Regions from separate parts of the Zea mays genome. Here region 1 is linked to region 2. Evidence: chromatin contacts called from public Hi-C data. All regions are on one chromosome and are shown on one strand. The core of a region is the stretch at or near the end of the contact, and the rest is flanking DNA. Distances in the headings are between cores, read along the strand shown.

The links. Hi-C and Micro-C count contacts between places; a contact is called where the count stands out from the background.
Region 1: a contact with region 2 is called in a Hi-C map of leaf, with 2.2 times the contacts expected there. The contact joins the promoter of LOC100194072 here to the promoter of LOC100192833 in region 2. A contact is called at or near these places in 5 of 25 Hi-C or Micro-C datasets (bundle sheath, ear, leaf and 1 more).

What each region holds. Positions count from the first base shown.
Region 1 is chr7:166,487,065-166,491,406 of Zm-B73-REFERENCE-NAM-5.0, forward strand. It overlaps LOC100194072, which reads right to left and starts at 2,352. Exons shown (of 1, transcript NM_001139128.1): 1 at 951-2,352. The coding sequence starts at 2,241. The coding sequence ends at 1,681.
Region 2 is chr7:166,221,930-166,226,261 of Zm-B73-REFERENCE-NAM-5.0, forward strand. LOC100192833 reads right to left here and starts at 1,251. Exons shown (of 9, transcript NM_001254768.2): 1 at 1,141-1,251; 2 at 878-1,013. The coding sequence starts at 1,244.

The DNA.
Region 1 (4,342 bases), core at 1,102-3,601, 270 kb after region 2:
TTGTTTTATGCTGTGGTTGTGCCACGCCATAAACCAACACTAACAGCCACTTAAAACCATGCATCCATCTTGTTTCTAAGTTTAAACTTAACAAAGTATTGTTCTTTCTCTATTTTCCTATATGAGAAGTACGTCAATTGCCCCCTAACAAAATACCAATAGATCTGTCCTGAAGAGGTTTACAATGCCCCACATAATCTTTCAAGTTGTTTGCTTCAAATTAAAGCCAGTTCTCCGGCCGTAATTCATAAAGACAAAAGTATGTAGAAACAATAGAAGCGTTTCGAATTAAAATTAAGCGAACAACTTGTTTACTTCTGCAAAGGTCTTATAACTTGTAAGAAACTTGTGGAACATTCCCTTTCTCTGATTCTGGCAAGACAATAAAAATCAGGTCTTTCTCTAGCCCCGTTTGAATCTTTGAAATTAAATTTTATTCTAATAATCATAATTTAGACCTAGATCAATTAAACTAATATAGTTCTATGCGGAATATATGTATATACTACCGTTGACCATATAAGAGAGATATTTATGTGCTATATTTTAACTATAGAGGAGCGAGTCGATGAGCTTGTTACAAATTGCAGATTAGAAATATAGCCTACATAAAATCAATTTCCATCCCTCCACCCTATAAATTTAAGATAATCTTATATTTGAACTTTAAAAAGTGATGGCATGTCAAATTCCAACCCAAATAGGCTACTATATTAAGTAAATTTCAATTCCTCCAAACCAATTTCAGCAAGAAACCTATGTTTCTTACTATCCCCAAAAAATCGTTTTATTGATTAACTAATTCCATCTTTGAATTTCCTGCCTTTTTGGACCAATTTTCTTCGAGGCAGATGTGTCTTTTCTAGGTAAGGTATGTAGATCACAGTCCAGAGAGACCATTTACCTCCCCCTCACTCAAACACTCGGCCACTTTACCACACAATAAGTTTAGTGTGCAAAACAGAAGATCCATTGCCATAATGCAGAACAAGAACATACGTGGAGATAAAGAATACTCAGGTTTTCCATCTAAATACCATCCAGTGATGTACTACATACAGTGATACAAAGAATGTGACGCCCGCCGCAGGGAGGCAGCCAACGCGGAACGCGCGCGCGCCCCACCGCGTCACGAGCTCAGACGTTGTCAGGCAGGTCGAAGTGCTGGACGCCGAGCACCTGCAGCGCGGCGTTCTGGACGAAGAGCACGAGGCCGCACTTGGTGGCGCGAAAGCCGTCCCAGAGCGGGAACTGGACGGTGCCCGACACGGTCTTCTTCGGCGAGGCGCCCTCCCGCACGGCGGCCACCTTCTCGAGACGGCGCACCACGTGGTCGTTGAGCAGCGACTTGCCCTTGTTCTCGCCGCGCCCGCAGTCGGTCACCAGCCCGCTCTCGTACAGCGCCACCAGCACGCTCGCGCCGCCTGGGCCCTCCACGCGGCTGCGCAGGGTGCCCGTGAACGACGCCTGCAGTGTTGCGGGGCTCGGCCGCTGGAACGTGACCTGCGCGCGCGCATCCGATCCGGTCAGGTCGTGGCTTCACGCAATCACGCTCATCAGTCTACAGTGACAGTGACACCCCAGGCCCCCAGCGTCTACGGGCGATCCGGTTACGGCAGATCTGAATCGCTGTTGGTTGCCGATCCAGCGTAAGCATAGTAGTGGCGATCATGAGACGCTCTACAGCAACAGCATTTGGAATATCCAGGGTTTTTTTTTTGTCTTGGTTCTTAAATTTGCAGAGCAGTTAGCTAAACAGTTTGTGCAAGAAGTATGCAATTTTACGCAGCATACGTACGTACGTACCTTGATGGCGGGCGCGGGGTAGCGCGGGGCGTCGCGGACGGCCAGCGCGAGCGCGTCCTGGTCGGTGCCGACGCAGTGCGCGCGGCCCTGCAGGACGACCTGCGGCGTGAAGAGCGTGTCGAGGCGGAGCGCCTCCACGTAGGCCTTCTGGCGCACGGTCCAGGCGCTGGACGCGAAGGGGTCCTTCCACCCGCGGTAGTCCCAGTAGTCGACGTGGAACGCCAGCACCACGACGGCGCCGTCCCCGGACCCGGAGTCCTGCGCCAGCCGCGCCGCCACGGCGTCCGCCTCGGGCGACGCCCCGCACCCCTGCGACCCGAACAGCTCCACCAGCACCGGGCCAGCGGGGGGCGCCTCCAGCTGGCCCTCGCCAGTCGCGTCGTCCGGCGCCGCCGCGACGCCGCGCCCGAAGCACGCCAGCAGCCGCGGCGCCATTCGGTCGAGCCGAGCGAGCTGTCGTGATCAGCTAGCGAGCGAGCTGCCGTGCGCGCGTCGACCGCAGCTGCGTAGGAACGTCGTCGCGGCGAAGGGAGCGGATCAAGTGAGGTCGCTCGCGCGCTGGCCCTTGGCGCGCAAGATAAGTAGGAGGTGTCTGGGTGTGATGTGATTGGTGGGGGCAGCTGTTGGGTGGGTGGAGTGGAGAGGAGAGGTGGTGGAACGTAACATGGCGGAGGCGACGGCAACAGGGTACCAGCCTGTCGCCACGCACCCGCTCTTGGATCGTCGCCGGCTAGCTGCCATGTGTGTGTTACGCGCCCACGCCTAACCTCCAGGCAGCCCTCTTTGTTTTTTTTTCATCTATCTTTTCCTGCTGCTGACTTTTGCTACATTTAGTTTCCACTGGTTCAGTGCGATCTGAGATGCAATATACTCCATGACTGCTACTAGTATACATTTTGTGGTCGTGTTCTTTACCAAATGTAAAGAGGAGGAGCACGCCTTTTGCTTTCACGATGCATGATGATGCTTTGCTTTATAGATGGCCAACCGGGCCGCACGGCACGGCACTGGCACTAGCACGGCTAGGCACGGCACGAAAGGACACGGCACGGTTAGGCACGGTAGAAGATCCGTGCCGTGCCTATTAGTGCCAGCGTGCTGGGCCCTCGGCCCAGGCACGGCACTACCAGTGCTTAACCGTGTCGTGCCGTGCCAACAGGCACGCCAGCACGCCAGTGCTAGTGCCAGCACGGGCACTACGAGTAGAAAAACCAGCAGCAGCATTCAAACAGCATAACTGAGTAACAGATTTCATAGTTAATAACAGATTCAAACAGTATTCAAACAGCATTCACAAAGAGAGTAAGAGACTAATCAAACAACAATTTTATGAGCTGTAGTGCAATGGTTGCCTCGTTAAAAACCTGTCTAGGTAAAACTCACCCTTGTGAGAAACCCTAGACAGGAAAAAAGAGTACAGCCCAGCTCATTAAAATGTTTTTCAAATGTTTACAGTCCAGTCCAGTGTCCAGGTGCATAATATTACAGTCCCATTACAGAAATGGTCAGAAAGAGAGTAAGACTAATCAAGATAAAGATCTTCAAATGTTTCTTCAAGCTCTTTGTCATCCACCATGTGTTGCATCCTTGCTTGAGCATCCTCCCAATCTTTAATGCATGTCAACATCTCAACCACATCAGACTTCAATCTCCTCCTCCGCTCGTCGATGATCCTGCCAGTTAAACTAAAAGTGGATTCTGAAGAGATGGTAGACACAGGAACAGTTAAAATATCTTTAGCCATAATTGACAGTACTGGATAAGTGAGTTTGTGCTGATGCCACCAGTGCAAGATATTGAAATCATCAGTTAATTGGTTGACAGTGTCACAATCTAAGTAAGAAATGAGTTCAGAAGCAGTAGAAGCTGAAGAGCTTGCAGCATGCAGTAGAGCAGTTGCAGAGGTATCTCTAGCAATGTTTAGAGTAGAAGCAAAAGAATGCATACCAACAGAAGTACCCACATCATCAGCATCATCATAAATTTCATCCCAAGCAGACCGTTTCTTACCAGACAAGTTAGGAGGGACAACCCTGTTCAATCTAACAGATCCATATTTCTCTTCATATTTATTATAAACATCAGTAAGCTTAGCTCTAGTGGTAACCTGATAAACAGCATAATCTGTACTTGTCAGGTTCATTAATCTTCTAAGCACTCTACTAAAACCTTTCATTTTAGCTCTAGGGTCCAAGATGAATGCAAAAGAGTAAAGTAAAGGGATGTTCCTCCAATATTTATTATATTTATCTATCATAGGTTGAATGACACCTCTGATGTGAGTGTCATTAGCATAGTTCTTTAGATGTATAGCAATCTTAACAAGAAAATGAAGCATAAGTGGAGATGTGGGATAATAAACACCAGACAATGCAACTGTAGAATCATAAAATAGCTCAAGAAATTTAAGTACTTTCTCTCCAACAACCCAATGTTCATCAGTTAAAATAAATTGATCACCTTCAGCCCTAGGATAGTTTGCATGCATGAAAGTAGTGAAAGGTATCTTATGAGGAAACAAATGCTTAAGCATGAG
Region 2 (4,332 bases), core at 1-2,500:
CCCCCACCATCCTTCTCCTCTATGTACTTTCCCTTCTTAATGAAATGTCATGCAACAGACTTGCGTTATTCAATAAAAAAGGGAGAAAAATGGAATGTCTCTAGTTATGTAAAGGTCAATTGCTTTTCAACATCTCTAGTAAGTCCATGAACTACTAAGTGCAGAATCATTTTAATTTATTTTGTTTCACACTGATTACATAACAGCTCATGTTGATTAAGGTACAATGCAAGCTACTTATATGGCAAACACAAACTGAAATTGTATCTTAGACAATAGTAAGTAGTCCCTCCGTTCCAAATTACAAGACGTTTTGGCTTTTCTAGATTAATAATTTTTGTTATACACTTAGATATACAACATGTCTAGATACATAATAAAATCAATGTATCTAGAAAAGCCAAAACTTGTTATAATTTGGAATGAAGGAATGGTTTTGCTGAAGCTTGCAGGTGTGGAAAATCAATGCTACCAGGATCACAATCATTGGTAGGATTGTTTTAGTTTAAATAGACCCGACCATATGTGATTGGTCTTAATTATATAATTATGGGAGTGAAAAACTTTGCACAGTCACATTTCCCTGAAGAGTGAATCTTTTGCAACAAATCAGTTTAGGGCTGAAAACACTGCTTAGAATTGATAACCTGGTGCTCCAGAAATTACTACACCGTTTTCCCCTAAAGATCTATCCTTATGCAAACTAGTTGGTCGTTTATATAATTTTCTGTCCCAGCCACAAATTCTACGCGTGAGACATCACTGCCAACACCAAGTGATCCCACCAAACCGGAATTAATCCTCCGTAAGTATCTTTAAAATGCTCAAATCTCACCAGACAATTAAATCAGTAGGAGGGAAGATGAGGTCGACTCACGTCAACGCAGAGGCAGCAGGCGCGCTCGACGACGGCCACTGCCGCGGAGAGCTCGCGGTGGTGAGCGGCTCCCTCCGGCCGGAAGGGGAGTCCGTAAGCCCCCGCCGCAACTGACACCGCCGCATCCCCAGCCGCCCTATCCACGAACAAGCACTAGTGCCTAGTGAGAAAAGAGGCGGCGGCGGCGGGAATAAAAGAACTCGCGCACACGCTGTTGGGTAGGGTTAGGGTGCCCGGAGGGTCGTGACTGTGAGTTGGTTCACCTGACAGATAGGCAGATACGACGGGGAGACGACGGGAAGAACAGCCGACCTCGGCCGCCGACGAGGAGGCGGTGCGACGGGAGCGAGAGGTGGAGAAGCGGCATGGGGGTGTGTGGCGGGACCGACGGCAACGACTGCTATGCAGTGCTTATTTGAAAGCGTGCAAACAAAAGATCTGGTTCATTAGATTACGATCTAACCATAGATACAACTATGATTTGTTAGGAGTTTTTTATAAAGATTACGTAACCGAGAGTCTGAGATGCGCAGCGGAAATACGTATGTACTATTTCGGGCGGCAGTATATTCGTCCTTTTTTTTGTTTTTTAGCCTTTTCTATAGTCTAGTTTCACAACTCTATTTTTAGTCATTCTTATTTTTCTAAAAAAATAAACTATTTTTTCTTGAAAATATGAAATAGCTAAAATAGCCTTAAATAAAAATCAGGTTCAGATCTGTAATCTGTTATTATCGTGTTTGACCCTGGTGGCCATAAAATACGTTACTAAGGTTATACGGCTTGATGTAATAGGTCATACGTCTGAGATACCACGTCGCAAATAATAGACATTATTATACTATGACATGGTGCTAAGATCGATGTCGATCTACCATCATTGTTCTTAGCGTGTGCACATAGAAGCTGGTGGCCATAAAACCGATGGACAAACTAGCAATTAATTAAAATTGATGGACAAACTAACAATTAATTAAACACATAAAATATGTGTCGTGACATAATATTTTTAGAGTATGCACGATATTATTGTGAAGGTAAAACAATTAGAACAGAGTAAATCGGATGATTAACATAAAAGTAAATTAGTCAGTTGGTCGTGGGTTGCAACGGGTCACAACAATACCCACGTAAATTATCCACCAAAAAAATCTCAAGATTTTTTATTGATTGTCTTCGCTCTCTGCATAATATTTTTTGATTTGACTAATTGATGTTGTTGTTTACTGTTAGGGCGAAGGCGAAGACACTACCCCTCGCTCGAAGCCTTCGCCAGTCTCGCTACATCAACCCCTCGCTCGAAGCCTTCGCCGGTCTCGTTGCCTCAACGGAGGCAAAACGACTGGCACCTCCCACCCTTCGTCGAACACGAAGGCCCACGTGGAATTCGGCCCATTGTAACAGGCCCCGCGCGGCCGGTTGTATTACGGGCCCGATTTGTAAACGCTTTTATGTAATGACGGTCTGTAACCCCGCTTTATGAGAATATTCCGGGGATGACCTAGGCGCTTGAGAGCACATGTGTCCTTAAACCGAGACGCTGGGCGCTCAGGCGCCTATAAATACCCCCGTACAGTGCCCTTGAGGGGCTAGATTAACAAAGCAATTGTTGCCTCCAATCAAACCGTGTTCCCGCCTCACTCAACCCCCTGTTGGAAACAACCTGTCCGAGAACGCGAGTTCCAACATTGGTGCCCACCGTTCGTGCTACGAAAAATCACCCGCGATGGCACCCAAAAGAGCTAACTCGAAGGCAGCCCCATCCGTCGACGAAGCAGCGAAGGCAGCCCTGCTAGCTAAGAAAAAGGGCAAGGCCCTCGCCGACAACACCCACCAAGGAGCTGGTGAAGATGAAGCACACAGCAAGAGACAGCGCAATGACCAACACACTCCAGAAGGCACCCTTCGCACCTGCAGCTCCGAAGGGCAGCCACAAGTGCCACCCCCAGGCTTCGCACCACCAGCGGGCGAGGACGCAGCAGAGGACGGCGAAGTCCTCAGCGTCTCCGCAGAAGAGCAGCTACAGCTACGAGCCCTGCGCCTCAGAAACCGCAATCTTCAGAAGCAGAAGGAAATCCTCGAGGCCAAACGGCAACGCGTCACTGTGCAGGCCAAGTTGCGCCAAATGATACAAGATGAAGAGCAGAGGGCCCAGGAGCTTGAGCAAGAGATTGCGCTCCTGCAGCGCGAAGGCCAACACGATCTGCAGCAGCACAGCCCGCCCCTCCAGCAGCGCGCGCCGGTCGAAGACCTATTCGTCCCTCACCACGGGCCCTTCATCCCGCACGCCGCAGCTTTCCAAGGCATCAATTACCTTGACGAGCGAAGCCCCCTGGCGCCGCAGCTGCAAGTGTCACCATTGCCCGCCAATTTCAGGGCAGGGACCTACCCCAAGTACAACGGTAGCACTGACCCGGCACAGTATATCATGAGCTATCAAGTCGCTGTTGCATCAGCCGGAGGGGACGACGCTACGATGGCCAAGTCATTCATCATCGCCCTCGAAGACCAGGCTCTCACTTGGTACACCAGATTGCCCCCGCTGTCCATCGACTCCTGGAGAAGTCTCCGGGACAAATTTCTGCTCAACTTCCAAGGGTACCGTCCAGACACCGACGCGTTGGCCGAACTGTCACTCTGCAAGCAGCTGGAAAAGAGAGACTCTGCGGGAGTACTACCGCAAGTTCCTGACCCTCAAGTCACAACTGCCTTCGGTCGATGACCAAATAGCCATTCATTATGCCATCAGTGGCCTTTGGGCTGGCGTCCTTTACAGCCACTGCATCAGAGATCCACCCAAGAACCTCTAAGAGCTGTATCAGCTATTTGAGAAGTACGCCAGATCCGAAGAGCTCCACCAGCGCAAGGTCGAGTCCCAGAGGAAACCCAAAGACCCTCCGCAGTCCAGCCGCACGTGGACAAGGCCTTCGCAGACGGAACCCGGTCGGGACGGCCACAGCCAGCAGCAGGTACACAACATTGCCAACCAGCACCCCGCTGGTGAGGCCCCTCGCCGCCAAGATTATCCCCCACAGGGCCGCGGCGGAGGGACCCGCGGCCGAGGCCGAGGACGGGCGCAGCAACCGCGCAAATTTTACTGCTTGTTCCACGGCGAAGACTGCGCGCACCCAACAAGGGATTGCCCGGAGACGAAGGCCACCAGAGACAGGATGTCTCGGCGCAACCAGCCGACAACCCAAGAGTTGTCGCGCACACATATCAACAACTCCCACCACCATACAACCATGGCCCCGCTCAGCACCCACACAACCACGCATACCAACATCAGGAGGTACAAATCGTGCCTCCTCCACCCCCACCTCCGCACCCGCATCAGCCAAACATCCATCACCCCCATGCACCAAAACAAGAAGACTTCGCTGATCAGCCGTATCGCAGAGTCATTCACATGATCACTGGGGGATCCAGCGCCGACTTCGACACAAAGCGGCAGA